Linked DNA regions of Rattus norvegicus: region 2 is linked to region 1. Evidence: chromatin contacts called from public Hi-C data. All regions are on one chromosome and are shown on one strand. Each heading gives the region's core, a stretch centred on a gene start, on an enhancer-like site or on the middle of the called end of the contact. The rest is flanking DNA. Distances are from core to core; before and after follow the strand shown.

Evidence for each region. A called contact is a pair of places that touch in the nucleus more often than the background predicts.
Region 2: a Hi-C map of liver shows a contact between it and region 1, with 2.9 times the contacts expected there. The contact joins the promoter of Map4k4 here to the enhancer-like site in region 1. A contact is called at or near these places in 2 of 12 Hi-C or Micro-C datasets (liver and psoas muscle).

Annotation. Positions count from the first base shown.
Region 1 is chr9:49,576,166-49,579,210 of GRCr8, forward strand. No RefSeq gene overlaps it. Among named protein-coding and RNA genes, the nearest start is that of Rfx8, 61 kb to the left of the region's middle. Within about 2 kb of position 1,411, at least 4 of the 93 cell types and tissues checked have an H3K27ac peak or open chromatin away from gene starts, as enhancers often do. A contact at or near this core is called in liver, where this site is marked.
Region 2 is chr9:49,695,076-49,698,120 of GRCr8, forward strand. Map4k4 (mitogen-activated protein kinase kinase kinase kinase 4) reads left to right here and starts at 1,625. Exons shown (of 32, transcript NM_001401996.1): 1 at 1,625-1,994; 2 at 2,217-2,282. The coding sequence starts at 1,938.

The DNA.
Region 1 (3,045 bases), core at 161-2,660:
TACATCTGGACAAACTGACAATCAATATTCATTATCACATCCCCATTCCTTCCCAATGTGACCCCCAAGCACATCACTTTTATGACCCCAAAGGCTCATGGCCCGCTCATAATGCAAAATGACAGCCCAGTTAACCTTCAAAACCAGTTAGCCCTGTAGTCTTCAACAGTTCCAAAACTATTTAAAAGGTCAGGATCCTGATCTCATGTTAACTGCGATCTCCTGTCACCTAAAACTAAATCACATGCTTCTAACATGCAATAGCCAGTCATGCATTTCCATTCCAAAAGGGCAGAATGGTTACATACCCAAGGATTGATCCAGTTAAATAAAGATCAAACCCTAGTAGGGCCAACACCAAATCCTGCGGCTCCATGCTAGGCACCTGGGGCTCATGATGGATTAGCTGGGCTCCAAAGGGCTCTGCTGCCTCCTTTTCAATATACAACCTCTCTCTTGAGCCAGGTCTACTCCATGCATGTAGCTTTTCTTGTTGGATGTCCTGTAGTTCTATCATCTCCAACCTGCTGGGGTCTCCACTGGGATACAAGCTTCGCCTTCACAGTTTTGGATGCTGGCCTCTCATGGCCTCCTTCTAGACATTTTGACTTTTCCACACCTAGCAATGTTTTGGAACTGTGACACACCGTTTCATGACCTCAGTGTTGCCTCTTTCATAGCTACCAACCCAGTACCACATGAATGGAAGGCCTAGTTCCACTGCCAGCTCCAGACGGATCCTAGCACCCTCAGACCAGGGCTGTAACACTAATGTGTGCCTCTGTGGCTAAATCAGGAGCAACTGGTCTTTTTGTTTGTTTGTTTTTTGTTTTGTTTTGTTTTTTGGTTGTTGTTTTAGAGCAGGGAGCTCACTCTGACAATTTTAGTTCAGGCCCTCTTCTTTCAAATGAATTTGCATTTTCACACATTGGAGTCCTTTCGACAGGACAGGTCTTGCCTTCAGGACACTGTTCCTATTGGTCAGCGAAGGGAGTGGGCTTTCTTTTCAATAGTTACAGGTGTGTGGTCATCTGAACTTCCCCTGTCCACAATTTTCAACCCATTCGCATATTTCCTTGCTAAAGCTTTTTTTTTTTTTAATGCCCCTTTGGTCTCAGTGCAGATCTGGGCGGGAACAATGAGCAACACCACCACCATAGCCGAAACACTATGCTACGGACATTGCGTGATCATGTGCGTCTGCGTGAATGTGTGGCTGCGTATGGAGCTTAGTAAGTTAGGAATCCCCTGCCTCTAAGAAGCATATGGGAGCTCTCAGAATTGGCTCATTTTCTGGATGCTACTCACCGTCACACACGCTGTGACCGGAAGCATGGACATGGACAGCAGGGGAGAGGAAACTTGGACAAAGCAGTGATGAAGCTAAGATCCAAGGGGCATTTCCGTCCTGGACTCCGGACCTGGGCTGCGGTCCCAGACTCCAGTCCTGGACTCCGGACCTGGGCTCTGGACCTGGGCTCCTATCCTCTGGGCTCCAGACTTGAGTTCCGGTCCTGGGCTCCCATCACGGGCTCCCATCACGGGCTCCCATCCCACTCCCACCGGGCTTTATTTCCTGCATGTAGCTTTGAGAGTTCTGTGTGCAGTTTTAATAGTAACTCCTGACACACTGTTTCTAGGCAGGAAATGCAGTCCGAAGTGAGGAAGATGATAAACACTGATGGAGACTTGACTTCAGACACAGGAGAAAACCAGAGCCTTCATACAGAGAGTAGAGAGGGCTTTGTGCTATCTCTGACTTTTCTTAATTAATTTTTTTTTGTTTTATGGTAGCTTATATCAAGGTGTGCTTCAAAACTGGAACCATCTAAACCAGTTTCCCTTCAGGAAAAACATTACCCTCAACCCAGGTAGAGGCTAGGCTGTAGGAACAGAGTGCTTGATAGTTATCTCTATCCCTCTATGCAAACAATGAGGTGTCCTCACCACCGGCTGTTATTTCATGGTAAATATCAGCACACAAAGTCTTCTGGTGCTCCTGGATGCCGGGTGCCTTAGTCTGTCTTTGAGGACAGAGGGCTTTCTTGTTTTCCATGGCTCTGTTGACTGCGCCATGCACGTGCTCCAGAGCTTGCTTCCCAGGGGCCTCACACAAAGACTCTTTCCACTTGTGATCTATGTTACCCCAGGGCCGTGCACCCAGGCCCCTCCCTGCTTCCTCTGACTTGATGGTACAGCACCAACAATCCAGGGCTGAATCAGTAACATCATGAAATTAATTTTAAAATTTTACTCTGGAAAATATAAAATGAGTATCAGCCTGAGAGAACTACCAACTAAACTTTTTTCTCCTTTTTGTTTGCATAACCTTGATTGAATTCATTGAATTGAATTCATGTATCTATTTGGTATCAAAGCAAAGCTTTGTTTTTTTTTTCTCATACTAACCATGGTACACTTTGGAATCAAGCAAATGTTTCAGCATTAATAGGCAAAGAAAAATGTCCTTTTTCTTTTTATTCTGAGGCGAAGATACAACAGTAGAATTAATGATTCTGACAGTTTGTGGGAACTGACAGGAGATAGCAGCTGGGCAAGTTTATTATGCGAAGATAAATTTGAGTACAGACTCAATAATTTGAAGGACTTGTTTATTTTTATTTTATGTGTAGGAGCATTTTGCCTGCATGTGTCTGTGCACCACATGCATTCAGTGCCTAATGGAGGCCAGCAGAGGGCGTAGGATCTCTAGAACTGGAGTTACCAATGGTGGTAGGCTGCAGTGTGGGTGGTGGGACCCGAACCTGGGTCATTTAGATGAGTAGCCGGTGCTCTCTCTCTGAGCCCTCCCTCCAGCCCTCTTTTTTGGCTTCTTCCTTCCTTCCTTCCTTCCTTCCTTCCTTCCTTCCTTCCTTCCTTCCTCCCTCCCTTCCTTCCTTCTTTCCTTCCTTCCTTCCTTCCTTCCTTCCTTCCTTCTTTCCTTCCTTCCTTCCTTCTTTCCTTCCTTCCTTCCTTCCTTTTTTCTTTCTTCTTTTGTTTATACTTATTAATTATTGTTATATATCTTGTTTTAAAAATTGTTAA
Region 2 (3,045 bases), core at 375-2,874, 120 kb after region 1:
ATGGGGGGGGGAGGATTCGTATAGATAAGAAGAAGTGGTATGAGGAAGGGCCTCCATGTCATAGGTCTGATGTTAACCTGTAGAAGAGCTGGGGGGAGGCTGCCGTATCTGTATAGCCATCAGCTGTGCACAGTGGGAGAGGTAAATCTTCAGATTTTATTTCCGGATGCCTAAAGCTGCAAAATTAAGAGTACCACTGGAGGTTAATGTGAAGAACAGTAAGATAACACATATGAAATGGTTGGCATACGTCACTATATTATTAATAATAACAAAGCCAAACTAGAAAAGCGCTAACAAACTCACAAACATTTTTGTTACTGTGTTTCCTAATAAAGAGATATCGGGATAATTTCACTTTACAATAGAGTCTCGTGTCAAACATCTTAGAAGAAACACCTAAGAAACATCTTAGAAGAAAAGCTTAAACAGCAGAGTGCTGGACATTGTCTGGGGGGCAGCCAACATGAACTCTGGGTATAAGCTGAAGTTGTGAGAACGCCTGCTCCTCCCTAGGTTAGGGTCTTTAGGGTTTGAGTACATCACTTGTAGTATTTGGGGTTTTCTACTTCGAGGCCATAAGGTGTGTACTGCTTAAATCAGAACAGTGTATGAGTGTATGGGGAGGGAAAGAGGTGCAGAACGTTAGTAGTGACAATTAGAAGGCCCATGAAACAGAGTGGATTTTGATCTTGGGGGCGCCCTGGAACACCAAGCTTAGCTTCATCTGTTAACTTAATAGGCCTATTCTAGGCCTTCCACATGTGGGAGTCAAGCAGTTTTACAGCGATCTTACAACACTACCTGGCTATTCTGGGGGTACTGTTGAGAACACCAGCTGTAAGGTATTATCGAGCCACTAAACATGTTTTTGGCTGGTCCCGAAGAGGGACAGTACTTGAATTGACTAGCTGACTTGCTGTAGCGTGCTGAAAGAAGCCTGTTTGGTGACCGTGGTGATCTCCAGATATTGTCCGGGTTTAGATCGGAGCAGAGGGCTCGCCCTCCCGCCCGCCCGTGGGCCACACGCGCTCGGGGACACAGCAGCGAGCAATCACAGCGACTGTTTTGGATTCGCCCGGACGATCAAGTGATGCTCGGTGAATCTTTCAACAGTAACCACGCCACAAACTGAGCCTGGAAAAGAGAAAGGAAAGAAAAACACCGTGGTGGGAGTGGGTGGGCGAAGGAAACCAGGGTCTTCGGGACCGACGGGCCGTAGGCGGCGGAGAGGACAGAGGCCGGACCCAGCGCGCCCGGGCACACCCTCTCTCCGGCAAGCAGCGCGAGTGGGTGTCCACCGGGCCGCCGAGCCGCTCGTAGTCTCTCAGTCATTGTTAGCGGAGGCTGGGGCGTTCCGCCGCGCCCCGCACCTCCTCCGGGAAGGCCCCGAGGGCTCCCGGCCCCACCCGGGGCCCGGCTGCCATCCGCCGAGGGCCGGCCGCCCCGCCATTGTTCGAGCCCCACCCCTGCTGAATATTCACGCGGGCGGGCGAGCGAGGGCGAGGGCCGGGTTCCACCCGCTCTCCCGGCGGAGGGGGCGGGGGAGCCGCTCGCCCCTCCTCAGCGGCGCCGGTCGGTGCCCCGCGTCCCCGCCCCCGCCCCCGCCTCCCGCGGCATCTTTGTTTCGCGGCCTCGCGTTCGCTTGCTCGCTCGCCGCGCTCTCCGGCCCCAGCTCCGGGCGGCTCGTGCAGGCGCGCGCGCGCGGGGCGCCGGGGCCTGAGGCGGCGGGCGACGCCCGGGGGGTGGGTGGGGGCCGAGGGAGGGCCGCCGCGCCATGGTGTGAGCCCCGTGGCCCGCGCTCGCCGCGCTCCGCTCAGACCAGACGACACGCCGCGCCGGCGGCGGCCTGCTTGTGCGGCCCGAGCCCCGGCGCCGCCGAGCCCCTGCCCGTCGCTCGCTCGCTCGCCTGCTCTTGGGGCGGCGACCCGGGGAAGATGGCGAACGACTCTCCGGCTAAAAGCTTGGTGGACATCGACCTGTCGTCCCTGCGGGTGAGTGCGGCCGCGCCCTGCGCGCCGCGGTGGACACGGACACCCGCGGGCGCGGCGGCCCCTTTGTCTGCTGGGCGAGCGGGCGGGCGGCTTCCGCGGCGCTCCCGGGGACCCGGCGGGGCGAGCCTTTGTCACCGCCCTGCATCCCTCCCTCCGCCCGCTCGTCCTCCTCGGTCGGGGTCCCCCTTTTGAGATGATAACCTCCCCCTCCTCTCTCCCCAGGACCCTGCTGGGATTTTTGAGCTGGTGGAAGTGGTTGGAAATGGCACCTATGGACAAGTCTATAAGGTCGGTGTGGGGCGCCTTTGTTCCCCGTGGCGTGGAGAAACTTCTTAGGGGACGAGGGAAAGGGTGACGGAACACTGCTGACTGCAGGCCGTGCTGCCTGGCCAAAGTTGAGAAAGGGGTTTTCGCCTGGCTTTTCTTGTTTCTTGTTTCTTTTTGTTTTTCGCCTGTGTTCAGACTGGCCTTAAAAGACCTCATTTCCTGGCTTTGAGATAAAGGAAATAAGCTACACTGTTAGGCATGCACTTAGCTTCAGCAAAATAGAAAAGGAATTTTGTGTTCGAGGGCGACCGAAGGGTCCCCCCCCCCATCCCCCTTTCCTCCAAATCTGGCCTCCATGCGTTTGCATTTGTATGTGAATTAAGATTCAGTGTAGACAGGCCTTGCCTATGATTACACTCAACCACTGCCTTGGGATTCTTGAGAATTGTCATCATGCCTTGGGAGTGCTTGCCAAAAGGATTTAACTTGGGGAGATTGGCTTTACCTGGAACTGCTCTTACCCTCTTCTGGTGGACAGTATTTTGGGGAAGCCGAGAGGAGTGTGCTTTTGGGCCACAGGAGCAGAAGGAATTACAGTGTGGGTATTATAAAATGTGAATTCCAGGAATAACCTGTGTGACAGCTGTGTAATTGAGATGGCTAGGAGGAGAGAGAGCTAAGGTGTAGACAGGATGCCTGCTTCACACCCACCACCCCTTCTCTTTCTTTAAATGTACCCTCCTCTCCAGGCTGCAAAGGAAACTAAGGGAGCTGTGAGTTCGTG